Linked DNA regions of Athene noctua: region 2 is linked to region 1. The links are chromatin contacts, called in public Hi-C maps. All regions are on one chromosome and are shown on one strand. Each heading gives the region's core, a stretch centred on a gene start, on an enhancer-like site or on the middle of the called end of the contact. The rest is flanking DNA. Distances are from core to core; before and after follow the strand shown.

Evidence for each region. A called contact is a pair of places that touch in the nucleus more often than the background predicts.
Region 2: a contact with region 1 is called in a Hi-C map of heart, with 4 times the contacts expected there. The contact joins the promoter of MMADHC here to the promoter of RND3 in region 1. A contact is called at or near these places in 2 of 2 Hi-C or Micro-C datasets (heart and liver).

The regions. Positions count from the first base shown.
Region 1 is chr7:2,555,524-2,559,402 of bAthNoc1.hap1.1, reverse strand. RND3 (Rho family GTPase 3) reads right to left here and starts at 2,445. Exons shown (of 5, transcript XM_074911070.1): 1 at 2,057-2,445; 2 at 1,884-1,971. The coding sequence starts at 2,206.
Region 2 is chr7:2,688,235-2,692,336 of bAthNoc1.hap1.1, reverse strand. It overlaps MMADHC (metabolism of cobalamin associated D), which reads right to left and starts at 1,614. Exons shown (of 8, transcript XM_074911057.1): 1 at 1,583-1,614; 2 at 1,267-1,316. The coding sequence starts at 1,275.

The DNA of each region.
Region 1 (3,879 bases), core at 1,196-3,695:
TTTGCACTGGGTTAAGTTAATGGGTTTCTTCTAGTCGGTGCTTCTTACAGTCAGGGAGAAGGGCTGTTTACAGAGATAGTTCTTCCTCTGCAGAGTCCCAGAACCAGAAGATCCACTAATACTTTACGCTGCTTCCTAAGACCAAACATTACATCTTTCAGTTCCAGATTGCAGACAAATTACCCACTTGATCTTAAGCTTCTGACTCATTCAAATCTTCTATCAGTTCCAGGCCAGGCCTGAAAGGATGACATGCACATGCAAAGGCTGGCAGGTGTTTCTTCCACTGCTTTTGTCTTTTGAAGTGCTACAGAATATTTATTTCATTATATGGGTGTCTCTGGCCTTTTACATACAAATTCCAAACCTTCCCATGTCAAGTAACTTAACTTGCGAGGGTGGTGTACTTTAGTAGCTCAAGATAAAATTTTCCAAAATAACTATTATTTTTTAATAAGCCCTTACTCCAGAGAGTTTCTTAGAGCCAGCTTAGTAATCAGGATGTAAGCTCAAACCAGACACACTCTAGAAGTCTGCAAGTCTTACTTGGCATAAGATGAAGAAAAATCAGTTCAGAGCTACGCTGATACCGGTTGTGGGCACAGAGACTGCCTTTTCCCAGTAATCGTGTTGCAAGAATTTGGAATCATTTCCTCAACAGCAAGAGGAAAGCCAACTCGCCGCCTAAACTCCTTTTTTTTTTTAAAAAAAAAAGGGATTAACATTTTAGTTCCTGGTAAAAGGACTGCTTTCATATTTAGAAGGAACTGCTGGGTTCCAATTCAACATTAACAAGCTATCTACCCAACCTGCCTAAAGATGAAAGGGCTTCCATACTCTGTCCAGTTCCTTCAGCTTTTTTCCCCAATCCCTTCTGCTGAATAACGCAGATGCAGGCTCCTGTTAATGGTTTCGGGTGTCATTCACCCCCGACCACCTCTCCCAGCGCGCTCAGATATCGAGCGGCAGACTCGCACTCCTCACTCCAGCGCTGAAGGTGGCAAGTTCAGGGGTGTCTCCTCCCCACCCTGGCAGTAACCTTAGTCCAATTACCAATGACAGCAGGATCTAGAGGAGTTCCTGGCCTAACACGAGATCTAAGACAGCCAAGAACCTCAGCCTTTTGAGGGTTTCTGACATGGCCACTGAAGGTACAACTGAAAGAAGGAGGGCCTTAAGCCCTGATCTTGGTATGTAAAAAAGGACAGTTTCCTCTTCATCCTCAGAGAGCCAGAGGTGCCCACCTCACGAGTCTTTACTGGCTTTAAAGACTCAAACACAGGAGAAAAAGTACGGTATTTTGTAAAAAACCGAACAGGCATTAAGGAGGCCACAAGGAACTCAAATGTGAGCTGATGTAATTTACTATATACACATATATAAACACCTCTTTGCTCTTTGACTAGGTGCAGCAGGGGTTCACAGCGGTGGGGGGGTAAAGGTGCTCCTGGAGCTCCTCAGATAAGCCCCTTCCAGGCAGGCAGGTGAGAACACATACCCCTGCCCTGCCTGCCTTCCCCTGCAATGCTGACAAATCGCTTAATGGAGGTTTGTCCACACCCTTTCCCCCCCTCCCCAGTCAAATATATCGCTAAAGTGTACCGCAGGTTGTTTGGTTTTTGTTTTTAAAAAAAAAAATACCTGAATCGCAGAAGCAGCCGCCCGTCTCGCCTAGCTGCCGCTCGCATCTGGGGACGGGCACCCCCGCCACAACGCGGCGGTGAGGGGCTGCGGGGCCGCAGGGGCGGCCTCCTGGTCCCCCCCCCCCCCAAAACCCCCGGCTCCCCCGACCGACGGAGGCTGCCGCTCCTCACGGGTTTACCGACACCCCCCCCCCTCCCCTCCCTCCTCGCCCCCCGACCTCCGGGGAGGGGAGCGCTCACCCGAGGTGTCCCAGAGGCTGAGCTCGATGCGCTGCGTGTCGATCTCGAAGCTGGCCGTGTAGTTCTCGAAGACGGTGGGGACGTAACTCTGCCGGGAGACAGCGCACAGTCAGCCCGCGCCCACCGCCGCCCCGGCCCCTCAGCCCCCCGGCCCCTCAGCCCCCCCGGCGCACCTCGGGGAAGCAGTCCTTGGCGAAAACGTGGAGCAGCGCTGTCTTCCCGCACTGGCTGTCCCCCACCACCACGATCTTGCACTTCACGTTCTGGTTGGGATCCATCACCGCCTTGCTCGATAACTTCTGGCTCGCTCTTCTTTCCTTCATTGATCTCGGCTTAGTCCTTCGGTCGGCCACGACAAAAATTAAAAAAAAACAAAACAAAACAAAAAAAAAAACAAAAAAACAAACAAAAAAACCACACAAAACCCGGTTCACCTCAAAAAAAAAAAAAAAAAAAAAAAGACAGAAATAATTTTTAAAAAAAAAAAGCAGGTGGAAGTGGCAGCGCCGCGGGCCGCGCCGCCGTCCCGCTCCGCCCGCCGGTCCCGCGCAGACTGCTTTGTCCCCCCACCACCCGCCCCTATTTATAGCCTCGCATCCGCCAATCACCGCCCGCCGCCGGCGCGGGGCCCGCCCCCTCGCCGCGCGCGGCCGCCCGGCCCGCCGGAGCAGGGCGCCCCCTAGAGGAGCCGCGCGGCGCCGCAGCCCCGAGCGGCCGCGGTGGGGTCGGGGGGACGCGGCGTGGGACCGGGAAAGGGCCGGTCTCCACCCGGCCGTGCCCCCCTGGCCCTCCCGCCTCCACCGGGCCCGGGCCCGTCCGCTGAGCGCGGGGGTAAACCCGTGCCGGCGGCAGAGCGGTGTCATCCTGTCAGGGAGAGGCCTGGTGTGGGGCCGGCGCCCTCAGGAGCGATGCGTGGCATAAAGGGTGGGGGTTTTTTGTGGTGGTTTTTAAAAATTTTATCCAAGTAGCCTATCTATCTCAATGCTACAGAAAGGAACCTGCGGCATGGGGGGGTTTGTGGCCTCCTGAGGGGCGGCGAGGCGTGCCGGGTCCCTCGGGGACGTGCCGTGCCCCCCTCCAGTGCCGCAGGCCTGCCTCAGCCCGGGCTGACGCTGGCTGTGGGCAGCGGGGTTTTTCACTCAAAACACGGTCACAGGGATCTCTGAAAAACTTCCCCACCGTTAAACATGCTCCTTTTATTATATTTTTTTAAGCTCCCTGGACACCAAGCAAAACCAGCCAACGGCTTATGCTCACCAGAGGGCTGAACGCTGCTGACTGTAACAGCGGTTCTGTCACAGCGCGGGGTGAATCTTTCCCTGAACAAGGGACGGTTTGTGAGCGGTTCGTAGCACGCTTCTCCCTCAAGTGCTCCTCTCCTCCGCCGTCTGGCTCGGCGTGGCAGGCAGATGCCCTCAGAAAGGCAGGCAGGAGGGCTGGAGCAGAGCCTGCTTCCCCTCCTTGCTCCGGCAGCCGAAGACTGGGGTGGCCTTGGTGAAGGTGGGGTCTTGGGCTTATCTCAAGTGAGTCATCCAGGTCATGAACTAGCTCCGTGTCAGTGCTGGGCTGAAACGTGAGCAAGTAATAAAGTCTTAAAACATCCTGAAATGGAAAGTGCTACTATCTTCTGCATATTTGACCATAGGGAGATTCTCCAGTGATGCAGAGAAGAGAATCCCGAGCACGACATTTCAACATTCAGTCCTAGTATTCTTGATTTTGTTCTGATGCGTCACATCTTTTGCTGGTCAAATTACTCAACTCTAATGAATTTTCCAAAGAATTTAAGCCTTGGTTTCTGTGTGGAAATCATGAGCAAAACACTAAAATTTGCAGCGTGTGTGTTATTTGTAAAGCCTTACTGAAAAGGTGGAGTGGACAACTTTCCGTCTCTCTTCTTTTTTTTAAATTCAAAGCTGATCTCATCTGCTTCGCTGTCTCCATCCATCCCTGGTGTCCACCAGCATGGCATCAGCTCTCTGGACGTATGATGGAA
Region 2 (4,102 bases), core at 365-2,864, 130 kb before region 1:
ACGTAGAGACAGAAGTATAATTTTAAAAAAATTAAAGTCTACTTAAATCCAGCAAAAAAACTACTAATACTCTTGATTACAGCTGCACAAAAGCATGCATTACTGGAAAATATAAATCCCACCTGCTATGGCACGTGTGCTTTCACTGAAGCACCTTATTTTCCAGGTAAGGAAAAGAAATTCTTTTGAGAAACCTGACAGAAAGGGCTTTTCCTTAAGTGCTGTATGTCTGATTCTATAAAAGTTTACGCGTGTTCACCACAAAATATGTGTGCAAAAAGGTTACTTAAAAAAAAGTGAGAAAATGGTATGTTTAAGATAAGAACTCTATTTGGAGTATCAGGACCTAAGCCAGTAAGCATCACTTTCTCACACACCACCTCTGTGTAAACATACAATAAGTTCTACCAACTCAAAAGCATAAAAGCATATTTGATTTTCTGACTTAAAACATTTACAGGTAAGGCCTTAAGCTGTCTGTTCTAAAACACCTCTATGTTTAAAAGGTGCCTGTAACAACAACAAAAGTCTTCTGATTCCACTTGAATGTTTTTTTCCTCTATTATGTAAAACCAGTAAATGAAATTAATTTTTGCATAATGATTGAGTTACAGATAAACCAGATGTAAACAATTACAGCTGACACATAATTACAAGAAAAGAGCGTTTTCTTATAATCAGGATCACTTAACATGCAGATGTTAGTGCTAATTACAGGTATGTTGACTGAGCTCACTTATGCCAATATTTACGTACCTAGCATTACACAAGTGAAAAAACACCGCTGAAATCAATAAATTATTCATGTCTCCGTAGGAAGACTAAATCAATAAAGCCTGTTTCATTCTTCAGTCTGGAAGTACCCTGGTGAACCTGTGCGTTTCATCTTAACTCATGACATTAACAAAACCCAAACAAACCAGATCCTACTTAATCCTCAATTCGATTATTCCACAATATCCACGGAAATTGGCTTCCAAAACTTTGATGGAAGGATAACGATACCGCTGCCTTCTAATAAAGATGTACCTTGGTATAACTGAGGTTTTTATCAATGACTCCCCCCTAAGTGCGGTGACTTAAAGACAGCTTTAAAGGGTGAATAAAACGCAAGCGTCGCGGATGACAGGGGGAAGTGCTCTCCTTTGCCTTCTCATCGGGTCGAGCCGCAGGGGCGGGCTGACGGCCACCCCCCTACCGCGAACCGCCGGCGAAGGGAGCCGCGACGGCGCTGAAGCCCGGGGGCCGGCGATCCGCAATACTCACACTGGCCATCGCAGACGGCGGGCTCCCTTCGGCGGCAGGCCCGGCTGCCCCTGCAAGAGAAGCGAAAGCACTCGCCTCCGAGGCACCGGCCTCACCTCCCGCCCGCCCCTCACACCGCCCGCCCCTCACACCGCCCGCCGGGGCCGATCGCCCCTCACGGCCGTTTCCCCGACAACAGTCCCGCAAAGCACCGCGGCGCTACCCCGCTCGCTACAAGCCCGGCGGTTAAAGCCGCCACCACCAGGCGAATGGACGAGACGGGAGCGAGAAACCCAGCGGGAGCACCGGAGACCGCAGAGCCGCCGCACCCCCTCACCTCTTCCTGCAAAATGGCGCCGGCCGCCGTCCCCCGGCGCACCCGCGCGACGGGCGCCCGCCCCCAAGCCGAGCGAGCCGATCCACCGACACCTCGATTAAGCGCCTCGAGGGAGCGGGCAGCGAGCGGGCGGGCCGAGTCGTTCGGCGGTCGATTGCTTAGGGCCGGGGATGCGGCGGTGGCGCGGGCCGGCGGCGAGCGGCAGGGGCCGGGGGCAGCGTGAGGCGGCTCCTCAGGGCGGCCGGGCCGGGCAGCGCCGGGCTGTGCCGCCGCACCCGAGCGGGTGTTTCTCCCGCAAAGGCCGCCGCGCGGGTTCCTCAGGATCGTGGTGTCAGCACCGGGGCGCCCGTCACCGGCGGCGCAGTACCCGTTGGGTGCGCCAGGAGTCAGTCACGGAGTGTAAACCGGGCTGCCGGTACACACCCCCCCTGCTCCAGCGCTCGGCTGGGGCTTGCTGGGGCCGGAGAGTACAGTAAAGTCGAAAGTGAATAAAAAAAGGAGTGTTGTTATTGGAAAAAAAATGCAGGGGGAGCTGCTCAGCCACCGAAAGGCCGCTGGGCCCGGCGATTTCTTGGAAAGTCCGTCAGAACTGGAACATAATGCCGCTTCTAACAAACCCGGTTTTCAGGGGCGATAGGTAGTTCCCTCAAATAATTAATAAAAACGTGCCTTGGTAGAACTGAGGTTTTTATCAGTGACTCCCCCCTAAACACAGTGATTTAAAGACAGCTTTAAAAGGGAAATAAAATGCCAAGTGTCCTATGTAATGGGTTAGTGCTCTCCTTCGACGGTGTTCGCTTTGCCTTCTCATCGGGTCGAGCCACAGGGGCGGGTTGACAGCCACCCCCGTACCCTTGTTCTACAAAAATAACTGTTTTACAAAATAAAAATAAAGTCCTTCTTCAATAAACTAAAGACTTCTCTCTCTTTTTTTTGTTGTTTTTTTTTTTGGTTGTTGTTGTTTTTTTGCTGCTTCAGTGAGAAAGGGCTTCGTTTCTCCACCTTTTCTCCTTGGGCCTGGTTATTGGGTGAGGTTTGCTTACAAAGGCAGCTTTTATTTCAAATAAACTTTTCCATTATGAGCTCGATTGAGGTAATTCCATGGGCAGAGCTCTTAAATATCTGTTAATTTCTGTACTCGCTGCTATATAAAGTTAATTAACTGCAGAAGTTATTAACGCAATTGCATATGTACGCGTTGACACGTTCTCCTTTGTGTGGCGTCGGAGCGGCTTGGCGGTAGGAGTGGGTTGGAAGCCCCGCGCTGAAAAACTCTCCAGTGCCCGCAGCAAAGAGAAGGGGTCATGGTGCTACTCCACTCTACTCACCGTCCGCGGCTGAAGGTGCTCCAAGATGTGTTTGGGGACAAGTCTTTGTCGCTCCAAGAAGAACGAGCAATACAAAGCCAGTTTGTGTTTGGTGTTGAGCCGTACTGGCTGTGTGGGTTGTGCTGAATCGCTCGCTAACCCCCAGAACGTGTGTTGAATGTATCCCCCAAGTCAGTGAGGCTCAGCTGGAGCACTGATTCCAAAGCCATGTTCCTGTGCAGGTGTAGAGCTCCTGCTCATCCTCCCTCTTCATTTGCAGAATGGTCCTGGTTTTCCAGTCCATAATATGCGTTCAAATTGCCATCCTCTTTTTTTTAACGTCACCTGGAACACGGCACTTTTGTCCCCCTCTGGCCTGAAGTGTATTTGTAGGAAGCATCATCTTAGCTCCTTCTTTTTCATCTTTGTATTTGTCTTTTTCCTCATCCGCTTCAAACACGTTAGCCATCATGCCATGTCTACCAAATCCAGGACTTCTCATAAGCTATGTCTTTTTAGCTTTTCTAACAAAGCTATCTTTATCAATTTTCTGGGTCTGGAATAGCTTTCCACAGGCACTGTGCTGAACAACCTCATCATCTTTGTCTCCAAGTTCAGCCTTTTTTGTTTGCCTTACAGAGGCGATCACCCTCTGTATCTTGCCTTCTCATACATCTTGGCAGCGATGGAAAGGGGAAGGGAGAAAGCTTTGTAGCTAGCTTAAGACTCAGTATTGTTTTCAGGTAGCTTTTTTGTCATTTTTTCAATATTGTGGTTGAATTTAGATCATGAGTTCTTTGAGGCAAAAACCTCCCTACTTGCATATGTGGAAAGTGCTGTGCATACTAATGCAACTATTTAAATGCTGAATTAAAAATATCAGGGGAGAGGTGCCCAAACCCAAATCCTCTTTAAAGCTAATATAAAAGAGCTGTATTGCTGTTTGCTTCTGCAGTAGAGGGGAAACGCACACAAGCCATGTTGGAATACTAGGATTAAGACTCTTCTTTTTTATTTTTTGCCATTTCTTTGCTGTCTGTTCAAAGCAGCGATGCTGGTTAAGCAAAGGGAACTTTAATCTCTCGCCTTCAAAATAAAAGATTTGGCATTCAGATCCCTCTGAATGTGCACATGGCCTTTAATTTACTTTAGTTATAGACCACATGTTTCTGGACAATTTTATTTTATTTTCTTTGCTGCTGGTTTATTAGCA